3 separate regions of the Mus musculus genome follow, and all the other regions are linked to region 2. A link is a contact called in public HiChIP or PLAC-seq and promoter capture Hi-C data. All regions are on one chromosome and are shown on one strand. The core of a region is the stretch at or near the end of the contact, and the rest is flanking DNA. Distances in the headings are between cores, read along the strand shown. Region 1 holds the start of Camta2 (calmodulin binding transcription activator 2). Region 2 holds the start of Slc16a13 (solute carrier family 16 (monocarboxylic acid transporters), member 13). Region 3 holds the start of Tmem95 (transmembrane protein 95).

Evidence for each region. Promoter capture Hi-C pulls out the DNA fragments that hold promoters and counts their contacts. HiChIP or PLAC-seq counts read pairs in DNA pulled down with a chosen protein or histone mark.
Region 1: a contact with region 2 is called in an H3K4me3 HiChIP or PLAC-seq map of forebrain, with 2.7 times the contacts expected there. The contact joins the promoter of Camta2 here to the promoter of Slc16a13 in region 2. A contact is called at or near these places in 7 of 39 promoter capture datasets (cranial neural crest, embryonic stem cells, hippocampal neurons and 3 more), 7 of 115 datasets of contacts at active chromatin or transcription factors (SST interneurons, embryonic forebrain, embryonic stem cells and 3 more) and 2 of 9 other capture datasets (adipose tissue and liver).
Region 3: a promoter capture Hi-C map of liver shows a contact between it and region 2, with 2.2 times the contacts expected there. The contact joins the promoter of Tmem95 here to the promoter of Slc16a13 in region 2. A contact is called at or near these places in 7 of 39 promoter capture datasets (the 3T3-L1 cell line, 3T3-L1-derived adipocytes, cranial neural crest and 2 more), 1 of 15 datasets of contacts at CTCF or cohesin (large pre-B cells), 19 of 484 Hi-C or Micro-C datasets (B cells, CD4 T cells, CD8 T cells and 11 more) and 5 of 115 datasets of contacts at active chromatin or transcription factors (bone marrow-derived macrophages, embryonic stem cells, extraembryonic endoderm stem cells and 1 more).

What each region holds. Positions count from the first base shown.
Region 1 is chr11:70,686,752-70,689,503 of GRCm38.p6, forward strand. It overlaps Camta2 (calmodulin binding transcription activator 2), which reads right to left and starts at 1,354. Exons shown (of 23, transcript NM_001190376.1): 1 at 1,135-1,354. Inca1 (inhibitor of CDK, cyclin A1 interacting protein 1) reads right to left here. Exons shown (of 7, transcript NM_001252484.1): 6 at 2,234-2,393; 7 at 1,610-1,998. The coding sequence ends at 1,855.
Region 2 is chr11:70,219,569-70,222,567 of GRCm38.p6, forward strand. Slc16a13 (solute carrier family 16 (monocarboxylic acid transporters), member 13) reads right to left here and starts at 1,426. Exons shown (of 4, transcript NM_172371.3): 1 at 911-1,426; 2 at 627-770. The coding sequence starts at 1,109.
Region 3 is chr11:69,876,475-69,879,309 of GRCm38.p6, forward strand. It overlaps Tmem95 (transmembrane protein 95), which reads right to left and starts at 1,581. Exons shown (of 7, transcript NM_001195710.2): 1 at 1,373-1,581; 2 at 1,066-1,122; 3 at 825-905; 4 at 707-727; 5 at 487-567; 6 at 313-400; 7 at 1-240. The coding sequence starts at 1,544. The coding sequence ends at 210. Kctd11 (potassium channel tetramerisation domain containing 11) reads right to left here. Exons shown (of 1, transcript NM_153143.4): 1 at 1,790-2,835.

The DNA.
Region 1 (2,752 bases), core at 104-2,603, 470 kb after region 2:
GGCCCTGACCGACCTGAGAGAGAGTAGGTGAGGTCAGTTAGTAGATCTATTTCTCCACGGAAAAATCAAACAGAAAAAAGAACTCAGGGTACGTTTAGGAAGGGAGAGCAAGGCTAGAGGGAAGGGTAGGCAAGTTGTGAGAGCTGGGGCTCTGGTCCTAGGAGGAGGATGGCTTGGCAAGAAAACCTGGATGCTGAAGGAAAGCAGATCTAAGTCCAAGTCCGGTAACAAGCTGGGCCTTTGAAGACACACCCCAATTTCCTTCTCTCTCTGACTTTTTCTAAGAGGAAGGGTAGAGCTGATAACTGACCTCATGTGCTCTCTCTCAGGTTGGTCAGGGGCTGGGAGAATTTGGAATAGACATGTTGGAGTAAGCTTCCGGGTGGGACATGCCGGCTTCCTCTTTGCAGCTAGAATTCTACTTCACCCTAACACTCCTATTTCCCCAACCTCTGCTTCTTCTCTGGCTCCCAGCCTACCATATCCCCTCTACTGCTCTGGCTCCAGCCTGAGCCTCCGCCCTCTTGAGGAACAGATGGGAGCTGGAGGAGGCTCTCTGCGCGGGTTCTGCCAGGTGTCCGGGGATGGAGAGGGGGTGGAAGCCCATTCAGGATCGGATCGGAGGTGTGCAGAGAGGCTAGGGTTGGGATAAAAAGTCCACCCCAGGGTGCAGGTGCGCAGCTCTGGCTAGGCAGTTTGCCAGGGTGCAGAGCTGGAGCCGGATGAGACTGCGGGCCTGAGAGCGGTGGTCTAAGACTGTCGCCGGGGGTGGGATGCTCTCCCCAAAGGGGGCAGGGGTCCTGGGAGAACCCCGGAGGTGGGAGGGGGTCCCGCCCGCAAACCCGGATGTTCTGGAGAAGCAGCTGAGCAGAGTTCATGAACACCTGGCAGCAAGGGGCAGTGCGGGAGACCGGGGAGGGGGTCTGGGGACTCTCCCCGCACTCTCTGATCCGTGAAGGGGCCCTGCGCCTAGCGGCGCCCCCTGGCGCGGGGAAAGAGGACGGAAGCGGTGAGGTGGGGGCAAACGGGGTGGAGGGACGGTGGTCCCCAGCGCCGCGCTCCACACCCGGGCCGCGTGGAGCTGCGCCCCCTGGCGCGGGGGCGGAGAGGCGGGCTAGAGGCCCTGGCTCTTACCTCCCGGGGTCCCGCGGGTGACGGCGGCAGCGGCCATTCTACCCCAAACCGACCCCCCCTAGCGCCGGCTGACAGCGGCGTTCGACGTCAGTGCGCACGGGGCGGGGCCTCCCAATTAAGGGAACGGGGGTCGGGAAGGGAACCTGGGGTCAGCACACTTGGGACTCTGGGCCAGTCTACGAGACGCGCTGCTGGACCGTCCCTAAAGAGGCAATAGCGCTGAGGAGAACCGGGATCCGGAGGCGGAAGCTCGGCCGATTGACGTGACTTGTGGGCGCAGGAGGATGGGGCGTGGGCAGAGGTCCAGGGCCAGAGCCCTGGAGGCAAAGGAGAGTGCTTGAGAATGCAGAATTCTTCTGGCCTCGGGCGAGACTCGGCAAATTTAGGGACCTAGCCTAACTTCATTGTCCTGAATCCTCAAAAAAATCAACGGAGTCCGCCTTTTCATTCCCCTTCCATCACTACCTCGCACAGAAACAAGACTATTTGGTGCTCTTTAATAACAGAACAGAGAGAACACAAGACCAGGTTCTGGCCTAGAGAAAAACCCGGCTGCGAGTGTACTGGGCAGTTAGATAGGAACTCAAGTGGGCTGTGAATGCCTACGCTATGGGATGGAGACAACAGAGATAGAAAACATCCGCTCTGAAGCCAGCACTAGGGAGTCCTGATGTTTGAATTGATCTTGGGTCCCGTAGCTTGGGCCTGGATGATTTCCCACTACTCCTCAGACTCCAACTCCATCGCCTGGGGATCGTAAACGGGGTTCTTTCTGGCTGTAGCAGTGCTGTAGGTCAAAGAGCTTAGCTGCCCAGAGGCATAAGTCCCCTGCTGGCCTACAGGAGTCCAGGGAGTCCAAAGCAGCTGTAGGTGAGAGCAATTGAGAGCAAGGGGATAAGAAAAGCAAGAATGGAAAAACAGGACTCTCTCCAGATTTCTTAATTGCCAAATTCAGGCACATACCCTCAAAAGCTCAGTTTCTTGACCACTTTTCGTCCTTAAACCAGCTATCCTACCTGGCTCTTGGCTTCTGCCACATCCCCATTTGATTATGAATTGACTTCCTCCCTAACCTTACTGTGTTCCTCTCCAGTTTTACCTGATCTCTGGGAGTGACAGAATAAGTCTCTTTCTGTGGATAGGTTGCCCTCTCTTCTTCCACGTCAAAGTATTTTGTAGTGCTTAGGAGTTCAAAGCCCTCTTCAAGTGCTGGAAGTTCAGGTGTAGCATCAGAGCTGCCCCACTGGGCCCTCTTCAGTCTGTGGAGACATTAGATGGAGGAGACTAGTGCCTGGAGGTCAGTCTTCCAGTCTCTTCATCCCTCACCCCTGGCCTGAAGCACTTCTTGCTGAGAATCACAGGTGCTACCACTGACCTTCAATTCACCCCAACTTTTTGTTCTTCACAGACAAGAATTTTTGATCCAGGGGCCAAACAGTGACCCCCAATTAACGATGTGCTTTCTTGTAATCATGGGCCATGTCACGCCTTCCAGCTTATATGACTTCCATCCCTCAATTGCTTCTTTCCATACTATAGAAATCATGTTTGAGAGTCAGCAAGGTGACTTAGCAGGTAAAGGTATTGGCCACCAAGCCTGATGACCTAAGTCAGGACC
Region 2 (2,999 bases), core at 176-2,675:
CTGACCTTCCTAATGTTTTGACTCTTCAATACATGTTGTGGTGACCCTCCTCCCCCAAACCAGAAGATTATTTTCATTACTACTTCCTAACTGTATTTTTTCTACTGTTACGAATCGTAATGAAAATATCTGAAGTCAGAGCATCTGCTATGTGACCACCCCCCCCCCCCATGAAAGAATTGAGCAACTCTCCCAACGGGATCGCTACCTACGTGTTGAGAACCGCTGCTCTATGGGATCTGGGAAGACAAAAGATAGTGTTCCTAAAGTACCTAACACAGAACTTTGGAATAAGAGCCCCATCTCTACTGTTTTTGGCTACATTAATCTTCCATTGCCCGGGTATGTAAGCATCGAAAGCGTCACTATTAATTTTTTAAGTAAGCAATGATATCTATTTCGGTCTCTACCTAGCGCAATCTTAATAACAACCTCCCTTCTACCCTCCAGTCCGATGGGTTTGGGCTTGTGTTTTCTGGATTATCTCTGACTTAGTCATTCAGTTTAAGAATTCCCTTCAGGGCATAGGTTCTCCCTGAGCCTTTTTGGAAAGAGGTGGAAGAAGGTGAAAAACCCAGAAGCTTGAGATACAGGCCTTAGACTTCTGCCCTTGCCCAGGGTCTCACCTGACAGCAGCCCAATACTCAGGTATAGGTGGGTCAAGGAGGTAGCAAATGAAGCAAGCAGCATCCCCAGCGCAGCCAAGATGCCCCCAGTCATCACCACAGGCCTGGGCCCCAGCTTCGTGCTCAGGGCACTGCCTATTGGGCCTAGGGAATTGGAATGGGTTCTGCGAGGTGGTCTCCGCCACCCTCCCTCAGCATCCTCCCGACCCTTTCCCCTTTCTGGTCCCCAAATTCCCTCTTTTCTCCGAGGGTGGCAGGCCACCGCACCCGGACGCCGCACTCACTCCCAAACTGCTGCACCGCGATCCCTATGGAAGCGATCCAGGAGACTCTGGCTGCCTGCTCCTCAAACGCCGCCACAAATTCCACGAAGAAGACACCGAAGGAACGGAGTACCCCAAACACGAGCGCCGACTGGAAGAACGCTGAGAGCACCACCATCCATCCCCAGCCCCCGTCGGGGGGCTCAGCCCTGCGCACCATTCCGAAAGGAACAAAGGGGCAACTCCTAAGAGCCCCTGCCTGATCTGGGCTTTAAATCGCTCACTTTGGCCCTCCCACCTACCCTGCAGGACGCTCAGCGCTAAGCTGGGGCTGGTAGCTAGGAAGTTACTGATAAAGCATGTGGCGCCTGCGCCTTTCCCCAAGAGGAAGGAGGCCCTATAAACCGGGACCTGCCACCGACACAGGGCCGGGTTAGACCGCAGCTGAGATCCAGACTCCAGCCAGATGATTTCTTTAGTGGTCAGAAAATAAAACCAGGTTCGGGCCACAACCCTAACGAGAGGTAGTCTGGTTGTGGATTATGTTATCTTTGAGGATTTAACACCTGCCTAAGTGGGCCAACATCCAACACTTGGTTCGCCAATTAGGATGCAGGTCTCCAGAGCAGGGGGTGGATCTGGAGGGGCTGGGCGGGGTTTACAGCATTGTTCAGGACCTGCAGTGAGAGAGGGGCGCATGCGTAGGGAGGGGCATGAGGAAGATAGGTCCCACGTGACAAGGGACCTAACCCTGAGGGTTCTGCGGTTCTGCAATCACATTTCCAGACTTGCATCAAAGGGCTGGTTGTGGATAAACTGGTCCTGGCCAGGCAGAAACTCACTTGCTTAGTGAGGGATCCAAAAATTGCCATGCAGCGTGGGTATGAAGGGACAGGTTATGAGGTAAGAGTCAAACTGACAGAGCACCTGGGACGACTAGAAAAGCCCTGAAAATTCTAGACGGCTGAGCCGAGGGCGGCGGAGGAAGAGGGAAGACAGGAACGCGCAGACTGTGATCCTAGCTGCTCGGGAGGCAGAGGCAAGCTCATGGTCAACGTGGGCAATTTAGCTAGACTCCGTCTCAATTTTGTTTTTCTTTGTGTTTTTGTTTTTTACATAATTAAAAGGGGGGTTACAGGACCCATTGAACTGGTCCTGGTTCAATTCCCAGTATTGCTGTTATAAAGCGGGGAGGCGGGGAACGAGGACCGGTGACGACCCGGAGTCCTGGCATTCGTTTCTGTAATGAGAATTATTTTCCTGCCGTTTCCGACCCCACTAGCAGGAAACTAGCAGGTCACTGAGACCAAAAATAACTGAGAAGAGGAAGGGCGGCTGTCACACCACCAGAGTCCCCCATTACCACCTACTTTTTCCTCAGCAGTGCTGGAAGCTTTCTCTTAGCCTTCTAGTACTGGCCACTTCCTAACCAGTTGTTTTGTTTTTTATCTTATGCTGAACACCTTGAGAGAGGCAAGCTATGACCCTGGTCTCTGGAGCAGTCAGCCTCTTATCTAACCAGAGCTCTAGAGGCACTGCCCCCTCACCTCCTGAGAGCAAAGACTTGGGCTTTTCTTTTATGGTACCTCAGGCTCCCCAGGACTCTGACCTTTGAAACCTTGGGCTGGGAATTCATATGCAGAACAATGGGGAAAGAGGCAAACGAGAGGGGGATGGTATAAGAAGTTATGCTTTTAAGAAATCACACTGTAGGGGCTGGAGGGATGGCTCAGCAGTTAAGAGCACTTGCTGTTGTTCTTTCAGAGGAACAAGGTTCAGGTCTTGTCAGCTCCCGCACTGTTCCAGGGGATCTGACACCTTCTTCTGGCCTCCACAGGCATGTACCCATCTGGGTCACTTAAATACATGTAGGCAAAACACTACACATAAGGCCTGTCTGCAACCCCAGCTATTGAGACCGGGCTAAGAGGGTAGCAAGCTTAAGGCATGCTGGGACTTCAGACTGAGGTAAAGGCTAATCTGGGCAATTTAGTGAGATCCGATCTTAAGGAACTTGGCTGTGTTGGCATGTTCCTGTTACTCTGGTGCTTAGGAGGCAGAGTCGAGTTTGAAACCAGCCTGAGCTACATACAAGACTGCCTCAGAAGCC
Region 3 (2,835 bases), core at 331-2,830, 340 kb before region 2:
GGAACACAGAAAGGGAGGGACTTTCCAGCTGTGGGTGCTTGGGTTCCTGGAGGCCATCTGACACGAATATTGATAGCAGAAGTCTGAGGTTTAGGGTCTGAAAGACTGAGGCTTTGGGGCTGGGTCTAAAAAGTGTTCCCACCCTAAGGGATGTGGAAATTGTGGGCACAGATTTCTTAGAGCTGGGGCTGGAAAAGCTGTCCTCCTCTTCACAAGTCTTTTGCTTGCAGGTTCAGGTACCTGAAAGGAGACAGAGGATGGGAGGCCTGAAGAGAATCAGGGAAGGGGGTTGGGAAGATCCCCACAACTCACTCCACTTGGAGGCTCACAACACCCGAAAGCAGGACAATTCCGAAGATACATAGGAGCAGAATCCTAGCGTCCCACAGATCGTGACTGTCTGCAAGGAACCCAGGAGACCGTGGATGATCCTGTGGATCACACCAGGGAACCTAGGGGGCCTTAGGAGGGTGAGGATTAAAGAACCTGGGTAGCAGTGCTTTTGGGGCCAACAAGACTCCTCCTTGCCCTCGCAGGTGGAGCAGTTGTACAGGATGGTGCTGCCCCCTGCAGGAGACAATAGGAGCAGCGCTGGCAAGCGAAGCCACCGCCTCCAACCCCTTCCTCCCAGCCGCCCAAGCTCCTCAGGCCGTCGCCCTACTCTCTTCGCTCCCCAGGGGGCTCCACGGCCTTTTCTTTTACTCACGGCAGACAGGAGCACAAAGAGCTGCAATGAAAAGCAAGGAGCAGTGGCTGACTTGTTCAGTCATGCCCCACGGGGCTACAAATCCTAGGCGTCTCCTTGGTACCCTCCCCATCAATACCTTCCCTGGTGTACTGGGGGATCCTGGTCTTCTGAAGCCATTGCCAGTATAATGGAATCAAGGAGGTGGATCCTTTTTTCTCTGGAGAGGCACAGCACAGCTATATTGCCCTAGACCTCATCGGAGCTGCCTTCCAGGCCCCCTCCCAGATCGGTCCCTCTCTTCACCTCCCCTCCCCCCATATCCCGTCTCGTCTTGGGTCTTCCTAAGTCTCAAAGTGTCCGTTTTCTCCAGACCTCACCTATGACTCTCAGGACTCGGTGAGTTTTCTCTGTGACTTGCTTCATTGAGACCTCATCTGTGGAGATGGACAAGAAGGAGCTAGAGTAGGCTCTAGAGTTTTGGGGGGTTTTGTGTTGTCTTTTGTTTTTTTGTTTTCCTATTTCCTAGGGCACAGAGTTCTTCCAAAGAGAGAGAGAGGCTAGTGTGTCCAGAAAGGGCTATGGACTGAAGCAATGGCTGAGATGCACAGCTAGGAGCTCGGGCGCCAGCCCCCTTAGGATCCAGTGGTGACTATTGCTGAGCTAACCTTGCATATCTGATATTACCTAAGGCAAAGGCCGAGAAATCTGGGGAAGCCCATTCCTTCCATTTCCACTTCGGCTTCGTCTGGTTATTGAGCTGAGCCAGGCGGTTTGCCAAGGCATGATCTTGGAGACGACAGAAGATACAAGCCTTGGCCACGGCCAAGAAAGCCCCACCCAGAGCCAGCACCCACATGAAGCCTGCTGGGGTATGGAAGGAGTTGGACCCCCTCAGACCAGGGAAGAGTCAGAATTCTCTGAGATCCAGATTCTGACCCTTCATGTCGGAGGTTCTAGACTGATCCAGAACAATGCCATTGTCTTACCCCTCGGCTCCGGTAGAGCCACCCCTGGGCCCCCAAGAACTGGAGGCTAAAACGTATCTCTAGGACGGATAAATCAGGGTTTCTGTTGCAAGGGGATAGTGGCCTTTACACGTCATGGTTCTGAAAGCAATTTATTTTTCTTCTTGTAAGTCACAGTGATAGATGAATGACTCCACCCAATGATGACCATGTTTATGTGTGTATCCCATCCGCCCAGGAACCCAGAAATGCTATCCTTCCCACACCCTCCCCGACTCTCCCAACTCTAGCTCCTGGCTGCCCAGGACAGCCTTAGGCCTTCCTTACCCAGCTATTTCCTAGCAACAGGCTCATGGTTGTCTCAGCAACCAAGAGCTCCCAGAGGTCTCAGAGGCCCAGCTAAGCCCAGAGGCTTTTACCTCTCATAGGAAGGGCCTAGTGTGACTCAAACTCAAACAAGGCCCTCCTGCCTACGTGGCAGCGCAGGCATAAACACACATGCAAACACACACACACACACACACACACATACACACACACCCTATGATTAAACTAAATCTGAATCTGCTTTTACACATACCACAGAAGTACCTGAGCCTGGAGAGTTTCTAAGCAACCCCAAACAGGCCTGGACAGGCCAAGATCACAGAAGGACCAATACACAAGCACAGGAGTCAGCAACACTGATGGGAACCAAGACAGCAGGGAGCCAGGCAGCATCAGATCTATTGACTGGCAGGCGCACACACATGAAAGAGGCCTCTGGACACCATGGTCCAGCCCCACTTCCATACAGGATCCTCTGGAATTCCAGAAGGGAGCTCTAGCCCCCGTGTTGATGGAGGTTCTCCTTGCTCCCTATGTCACCCTAGGATGGAGTGTCCCACAATAGGTGGCTTGGAACATAGTAAAGAAACCTCCCAGAGAGTCCTGGCCTCTTAATGGTTACTGTAGGATAAGATGTCAGCTCCAGTAAAGGAAACCACAGTCTAGGGAGCAGGTTACATTTGATAAGTCAAAGTCCTCCCACCTAGTGCTCAACCCGCCAGAGCTCTGCTAGGTTTAGCCTGGGCAAAGAGGTGCTATCTTACTTTGCCACACTTCTGAATACAGAGGACCCATCCTCAAGCAAAAACAGGCTAGAGAATCCACGATGCTTTCCCAGGATAAGCCCCCGCGTAG